Linked DNA regions of Columba livia: region 1 is linked to region 2. The links are chromatin contacts, called in public Hi-C maps. All regions are on one chromosome and are shown on one strand. The core of a region is the stretch at or near the end of the contact, and the rest is flanking DNA. Distances in the headings are between cores, read along the strand shown. Region 1 holds the start of LOC102091974 (BPI fold-containing family B member 4). Region 2 holds the start of LOC110355874 (WAP four-disulfide core domain protein 3-like).

Region 1 (3,894 bases), core at 241-2,740, 230 kb before region 2:
GCGTCCTTATCGTGGTGATCCAGCCGAAACGGCTCAGCGGTTTCATGCACAAGCTCCCGTTGGAAGCATCTGTGCCTCCCAATGTTTGCAAAGGGTGTCTCTTGCTCAGTGGTGGGATGCTAAAAGCAACTGTAGAACCTTATTAGGTTTTGATTAGATGGCAGCAGGTTTTAACTGTACCCCGTTTTGTGCTCTGCATTGTCACCGTGCACCTTCCTGCTTGCCAGGGCCACTGGCAGCATGGGGACGTTTGGCATGTCCGTGCAGGTGAGTGTGTCACCATTGCACAGGTGAGGAGCTCTGGCTGCTGAGCTCATTAGTGGATGTTGTTAATGGATCAGTCTGTGCTGTTCCAGCATTAACAAAGTCTTGTTTTTACTGTGTGAGTGAAATTGGCCTTGAACCAACTTTTATTTTTTCAGACTTCACTCTATAGTGTGAAATTCTAGGGCATGGTGTGTGACTCGCTCCACTGTGCTATATTTATTTTCTAGGTTGATGCTTAGTTCTTTGCAATGTCTCAGATACGCATCAAATTGTTTTTCAGAGTTAAAGGAGAATTAAATGATCTCTCTCTTTTTGTCTATATTGCATTTTTGTGCACAGAAATCAATTTGACCCTGCTGTGAGTTGCTTTAGAAGAGTGTTTTCCCGTGCGTGTCTTTGAAATAATTTTCTGCAAAACATTGCCAACTGTTTAACGTTTGGTTCCAGCTCTGGAGACAGCACCAGCACTTTAGCCACGCGGTAAATGGCACTGGGCTCCAGTGAAGCTCCGGCCGCTGCCCCGCACGGAGCCCGCAAGCCCTTCCCGAGCTGTGGGTGCCTCACTGCCCACTCGGCCGGGGGCAGCGGGGGTCCCTGTCCCCGGGTCCCTGTTGCCGAGCAGTCCCTGCCCTGTGGAGCCCCCGAGACAGCAGGCAGCGCTCCCACAGGCCGCCAGCAGGGGGCGGTACAACCCAAGCGGCTCTGCTGCCCGCGGTGCCCAGGACCGGAGCGGCGCCGAACGGAGCCTGCCGTTGCCCTGGGGTCCACCGGTTCGAGTCTCCCCTCAGCGGTTGCGCGGCCCCGGACGCTCTGACCGCGTCAACCCCGCTCCGGGTGTGCGTCCGGCCCGTTTCCGTCTCCGGGCACGTTCTTGGGGGCTTCTCCTTGTGCTCTTGCTCGCTGTAGTGTGGGTGTATCTCACCAGGCTCTGGGGAGACCTCTATGGGGCACGGATGCTGCCATGCCTGGGCAGCATGGGCCCTGCTCTTTGGCATCGAAATTGCTCTTCGGTTTGGGAGCAGGGGAATCGAGGGAAGGTGTGGATGGGATCTGTGACGTCTCCCTGGTGCGTAGGAGCTGGACGGGGAGCGGGTACTCACAACCATACACAGCAGTTTAGGCATGAATGGGGATGCTGAACCAGGTGGGTCATGGGCAGCTGCCCGCCCTGCCAGCCCCTCCATGTTCCTCACCCCCCCAGCCCCGCCGTGTTTCTCACCCTGCCAGCCCACTCCAGCTTTTAGCTCCTCTAATGCCTCTTTGTCTCCTTTCAGTGTCATGCTGGTATTTCGCGGCTTCTGCACTGTGACAGGATCCTTGTACCAACTGTCACTGGACTGACTGTGGAAGGGAAATAACATATGGGTGAGTTAGACCTTAGTTCTGCTCGTCAGGATAATTAATTCATTAGCAAGGTTCAGCACCAGGTTTGTTTAACATGAACTCCCTCTCTTGTTTCAGCTGCAGTTTCTTTAGAGCAGTTGGTATCTCCCTAGAAATAGGCTTTTATTTACATAATGCTGACTCCAAACCCTTGAGTGGTTGTAGGGGCTGTAATTTATCCCCTGAGGAATGTCTGGACAAAGCACAGCACTAATTCTGCCACCTGCACTGATGATGTGTCTGAAGAGACTATGTCAAGTCTCTATTAAAAGCTGAGAATAAGACAGAAAACCTGAAATCTTTACCTACAGAAGATGTATGTGCGTAACATAAGGCTGCTGCTAATTCTTCCTGGGGATTAATAGAGACAATCAAGGACACTTTCACTCAATGTTGCTTTTCTTTTTGTAAGGCAAAGCTTCCCCAAACCTGAGGCGAGACAGAAACATGACTTTGAGGCTATGTTGCTGTCTTTCAGTCAAATGGAAATAGCTGTCTTTATTTTAAAAGTCTCTGTCGGCACCGAAGTGCTGACGCTTTCTGAGACAATGAAATGGACAGGAATCCATTTTGCAGGCTGTAAGGAAGGCAAAAAAATAAATTGGGAGAATGAAGAGTGAGGAGGAATTGAGGTGTTCACAGCGCAAGTGATTGGAAGTGATGGGAAGAAGGCAGAAAAGGGATTTATTTGTTTAAAATACAGGACTAGGTTTGACTTCAAGGTGCCCGTCGCATCACCGAGGAATCCGCGCTGCCGTGTGTGTGCTGGGGTGCAGGGCAGGGATCCCCTGCAGACACCCCCAAACAGAGGCAGCGCCCCCCTGCCAGCCCCACAGCCTGTGCTGGGGCTCCCGGCAGCCCCGCAAGGGGGTCACAGCCTCTGCGGCCCTGGAACAGCTGTCGGTTTGTGGAAGTGGCCAAGCTTGCCCTGTGTGGGGCCAGAGGAAAGAGGGTGAGCTGGGGAGCCCGCAGTGTGCCAGACCTGGAAAGGTCAGGGTGCAAGATGTGCACCCAGAGGAATGCTCGGGGCGGCACTTGGACCCCAGCTCAGTCTCTGCAGGTCCATGACAGGCAGATGCCAGCAAAATCTTGCAAAACACAGTGAAACCAGCACCTGCCCAAGCAGCTGGGGAAGGATTTGTTGAGTTTCCTGGGTCTTCCTGCCTGGTGTGACCTGGTTCCCCCCACGAGTCCTTTGGCCTGTGCTGCTTTTAGCATCGCATCATGCAGCTCCCATGTCCTGGTGAGGTATGAAGACATGTCTGCAAAAACGTGTCTATTTTTGCACTGCAACTTGTCACATTGCACCTGGCTAATGAAATTTGTCCGTCCTCTCTGGCCGATGACATTATGCTCATTTTACTTCAGTTCACATCTTGGAAGCAGAAAGTTTCCTGTCTATAAAATTCCTGCAGACATTGATTTGTTGTCATCTCACGGTACCGATTTTTCCCTGCCTCGCTGTTTATGCTCGGCATTGCAGATGCATCCAGAAATCGATGCTGCTGCTCTGGCTCCCGACAGGCAGCTCCAGGACCTGCTGCCCACGGCTCTTGTGCTGGTTTTCCTGCCCGTGGTCTCTGCCGTGGCCCTTCCCCGGGATGATGGTTCTGTTTCCCGAGTTCCCTATGTAGGAAACTGCTCGGGTGAGTGATCAGACACGGGTAAATCCTTTTGACGTCTGCCGACGCACAACCTGCCACGAGCCCAGGGTCAACGCGAGCCTGGGATGGGTTTGGCAAGGCTCGCCATTGTTGTGAACAGTGATTAGTATTAATTAAGCTGCTCTGCCCTTGTGCACTGCTGGCAGTGGAAGCAGCAAGCCCAACCAACTGTAAATCTGGCTGTGGGGATTGTGGGTTTCCAACAATCCTGGGCTAAAGTCCAGTCCCAGAACTTGAGGAGGGTTTGATTCTTCAGTTCTTACTAAAACTCTCCAGCTCATTTCTGGGAGATTGGAGTTAATGTTTTGACAAATCCTGTTGCTAGAAATTAGCTTTTGAGTCTGGCTCTGGGAGGGTTTGCTCATCCCAACTCGAACACTCCGCAGGTGGCGTTCCAAAGGCACATGTTCACTGACACCACTGTACTGGTTGGCACAGCATTTTAGTTTGAGACGCATGTAGTTCTCCTAAGTTTTCCATAAGCTTCTGCAATTCTGAGCATTAGAGAAAAACTATCAGTGAATTTAATAATATTTAATAAAAATATAGTATATATTTACTTTAATATTATTCTTCTAAA
Region 2 (3,691 bases), core at 571-3,070:
TGGTTGAAATCACCCAGCATGTACAGTCGGAGGCTGCTGTGCAGTGTGCCAGTGTGAAGCGAGGTGCTGCCACGCTCCCTGCTGCCAGGGGGCTGCCCTTGTTCCATGGGGACCCCAGCAGACCTGCCAGGTCTGGCTACCCAGCTGCAGGGAGGCAGCCCTGCACTCCCACCCTGCCCAGGCAGGGCAGCCCAGTCCCTCCTCTCACCTGGTTGCTGGCAGACCTTCTGGCACTCCTCCACCGTTTCAAAGTTGTTGGGGTTCCCCTGGCAGCCACCGTAGATGAAGGGTTGGCAGGTCCCCGTGGCAGGGTTGTAGACATAGCGACGGTAGTATCCCCTGCATGGGCCACGGATGGGGGGGAGGTGACAGATGTGAGGTGAGGATACAGGGCTGTCGGAAGGAGCAGGATCCAGCCAGTGGTGCCTGCCAGTGTGCGGGAGCGGGGCCATGGTAGCTTTGTCCGGAGACAGGCAGCCGAGGCCACAGCCCGTGAAGCAGCACTTGTTGCGGCCGGGACAGTCGGTGTCATCGGTGCAGGAGTTGTTGCAGGGGGCAAAGGTCTGCAGCACCTTTCTCTTGGGGCAGACGCCTGATTTGGCTGCAGGTTGGAAAAGCAACAGGGTCACAGGCGAGGTCTGTCCTGGCCACAGCCCCCTCCCCACAAGCCCTGGGGCTGTTCTTACCTGGCACCGGCTGTACGCACTGGACGTGGCAGCCTATGCTGCAGCACTTCCCATTGCCTCGGCACTGGCTGTCACTGCTGCACTCCACAAGGCAGATGCTCACCACGTCAGGGGCCTGCGGGCAGAAGCCCCTCTTGGCTGGGGGTGCCAAACAGAGTCAGAGCCCCACCAGGCACTGCCTGACCCCACCACCCAACCCAACCATGGGTGCTCACCCCCGGGCCTGTGGGCAGGGAGCAACAGGCACCCCTGTCCCTCAAGACCAGAGGAGCTGAGAGCAGGGATGAGTGTGTGGGACACCCTTGCCGGCCCTTGTGGGTGATGCACCCCGCAGGCAGCAGCTCTGCTTGGAAGATCCCAGACCCAGCACATCCTGTCCACATGCTGTGACGGGGCATGGGGGCTGGCAGGGCTGCAGGACCCGCTCCCCTTGGAGAGCACTGCACAGGCTCATCCTTGTCTACTGGGGCAAATTGACCCCCTCACCTCCGATGGGCAGCCGGCACTCCTGTCCGCAGCCGGTGCTGCAGCAGCGCCCGCTGCCCGGGCAGTCCCCGTCCGAGGAGCAGAAGTTGTCACAGCGTCCCACGGGGATCCGGCTGGGCGGGGGACACTCGCCATCCCTCCCTGTGGGGACAGGCAGGGGGTCACGGCGAGTGGGACTCCAGCACGGGCAGTGGGGCACGTCGAGGTACCGGGCACTGGTAGGATCGGGCACTGGCGTAGCTGCCCAGCACCTCGGGAGCTGCCAGCGGGTGAGGGACCGGGGGACACGGCGCTGCCTCAAGGGGTCCAGCCCCGCTGGGTGCGGGCTCTGTAGCAGCGGGGACCGCGGGGCTGCACAGGGCGTCCCGCGGGATGTCCCAGCTCGGAGACCGGGGACCTCCAGCTTACTCCCACCGAGGCGACCCCGGGGAGAGCGGGGCGGTGGCGGGAGCGGGACCGAACTCAGGGCGCAGTCCGGGCCAGGGCTCACCTAGCAGGCGCTGCCCCGCGGCCGGGCCGGGGAGGGCGGGGAGGGCCGGGAGGGCCGCCAGCAGCAGGAGCAGCCCCGGCGTCATGATGCTGCCCCGCGGCGCCCACGCCCGCTTAAGTAGAGCCCGGGAGTCCCGGGCCGGGCTGGCCCCGCGCCCGCGCCGCTCCCCGCCCCTGGCCCGTCCACGGCGCTCCCGGAGCCCTACAGGGCCCGGCCCGCTCCGGCGGAGCAACAGCCTCCTCTGCCGGCCGCCCGGGATGTGCGCAGGATCGGGCCCGAGCCCACGAAGCACACGGAGCCCAGGGAGCTGCAGGACAGCAGGGGCAGAAGGGGGGTCTGGGCAGGCAGAGCTGGGAAGGCTCGCAGGCGGGGAGGGGCTGCACATGCCCGGGGTCTGTTCCCTGTGGCCAGGGCACAGCGGCAGGAGGACATGCCAGCTTCACACTGCCTTGTGCAGGCAGGACTCAAACACGTCATTAATGGCACACAGCTATGCGCTGTGACACACGGTGAGTGTGTGGCAGCCGAGAGAAGAGCGCAAGGACAAAGTCCTGCAGAATGAGGGGCCGCCAACGGCAGCCAAAGGACCAGGTGCTGCTTAGAAGAGGCTGGTGACTCCCCACATCACCACTCTGGCACTGCAGCGTGTGCCACGTTGGGGCAACGATGTCACTCAGAGTGACGCTGTGCACATTAACCAGGGACAGGACTGCTTTTACAGCCCCCAGTTTTCTTGTTCCATTTGTTTCAGACCCAGACTTTCTGTAGCAACAGGTGCATTTGGGCAGTTGGAGCAGGGATGACGCAAACAGGAATTTCCAAGTGGGGAAATATGATCGTTGAGCTGTAAAACCCCGTATGAGATTGCAGAGGCCACGTCAGCCTCAGCACAGACACTTGCTTCCAGCCACACTGGCCTTGTGACAAACCCCCAGGCAGGGAGCGTCCTGCCCCGCACACTGGGACCCTGGCCAAGGCCTTTCTCCCCAGCTCCTGCTCCAGCAGAGGTTGAACCCCTTCCACCAGCCCCTCTGAAACCCAGTTCCTGCCCCTCTCCACCCCCGTGGCCATAGTCTGCCTTTGCTGCAGCCCTGCCAGCCCCCCTGCGCCCAGCAAGCCAGGCTCCTCTGCCCGGCCTGCCAGCAGTAGATGCAGGTGCTCTTGGCCATGGGGGGACATGGCAAGCTGTGCCAGTGTGTCCAGCAGAGCCTCAGGGCACAGCAGCACTGTGGGGTCCCTGTGAGGACCGAACACACCTCACCTTCGGCCCCATCACCTACCGCACATTCGGCTGTGCCGGGTTCTCTGTCCCCTCCCCACACCGTTAACCTTGGGGTCCCCCACCCTGCCCTGGACCACTTCCTGCCAGTTCTGGTGTGTGGTGAGGTGAAAGGCAGCCCCGGTGCTGACCCTGCTGGAGCACCGACCTGCCGTGACACGTCTGCAGCCCGTCAGCCTGCCGGCACCCAGCCACCTGCCTGTCCCTGCAGAGGAATGGTGCTCAGTGCACAATGCCTGGCCTGGCACGTCACTCAGGCTTCCCACGCTCTGCTCCCCCTGAGGCCACACTCACCCGCAGGGACCCAGCCGGCTGTCACCTGCAGATCTGTGGGCAGACACAGCAGGATGCGGGCACCAGGCCAGCACCAAGGCAGTTGCTCCATCCCAAAACGTCCCTGAGCCACACTGCCAGGACAGCCCCCACCCTAGGGCTGCATCCTCCTGTTCTGTGCCCCCTGGATTCTTGTCCCAGCAACTCATCTAATCACTTGTCACACCTGGGCAGTACTTCAGATCTGACATGTTGACTCCCAGAGTTTGGTGATGAGACCACCTGCCCTCTGCCCCTTGCCTGCAGGCCTCCTGCAGTGCTCTCAGCTCCTGCAGCCACGGAAGAAAGTCCCATCTGCACCCTTTGGGCCACATGGGATGTACCAGCATTCTCCTATCCCCTCTGTTCCCTCTTTCCCAAGCCAGAGAGCTCCAGCCCCTTCCTCTGGGCTCGCCGTGGCCATGAGGGTCATGATGG

What was found. Hi-C and Micro-C count contacts between places; a contact is called where the count stands out from the background.
Region 1: a Hi-C map of crop shows a contact between it and region 2, with 3 times the contacts expected there. The contact joins the promoter of LOC102091974 here to the promoter of LOC110355874 in region 2. A contact is called at or near these places in 2 of 2 Hi-C or Micro-C datasets (crop and liver).

The regions. Positions count from the first base shown.
Region 1 is chr16:5,818,557-5,822,450 of bColLiv1.pat.W.v2, reverse strand. LOC102091974 (BPI fold-containing family B member 4) reads left to right here and starts at 1,490. Exons shown (of 17, transcript XM_065032094.1): 1 at 1,490-1,632; 2 at 3,134-3,894.
Region 2 is chr16:5,593,735-5,597,425 of bColLiv1.pat.W.v2, reverse strand. LOC110355874 (WAP four-disulfide core domain protein 3-like) reads right to left here and starts at 1,820. Exons shown (of 5, transcript XM_065032073.1): 1 at 1,663-1,820; 2 at 1,173-1,313; 3 at 687-824; 4 at 209-601. The coding sequence starts at 1,747.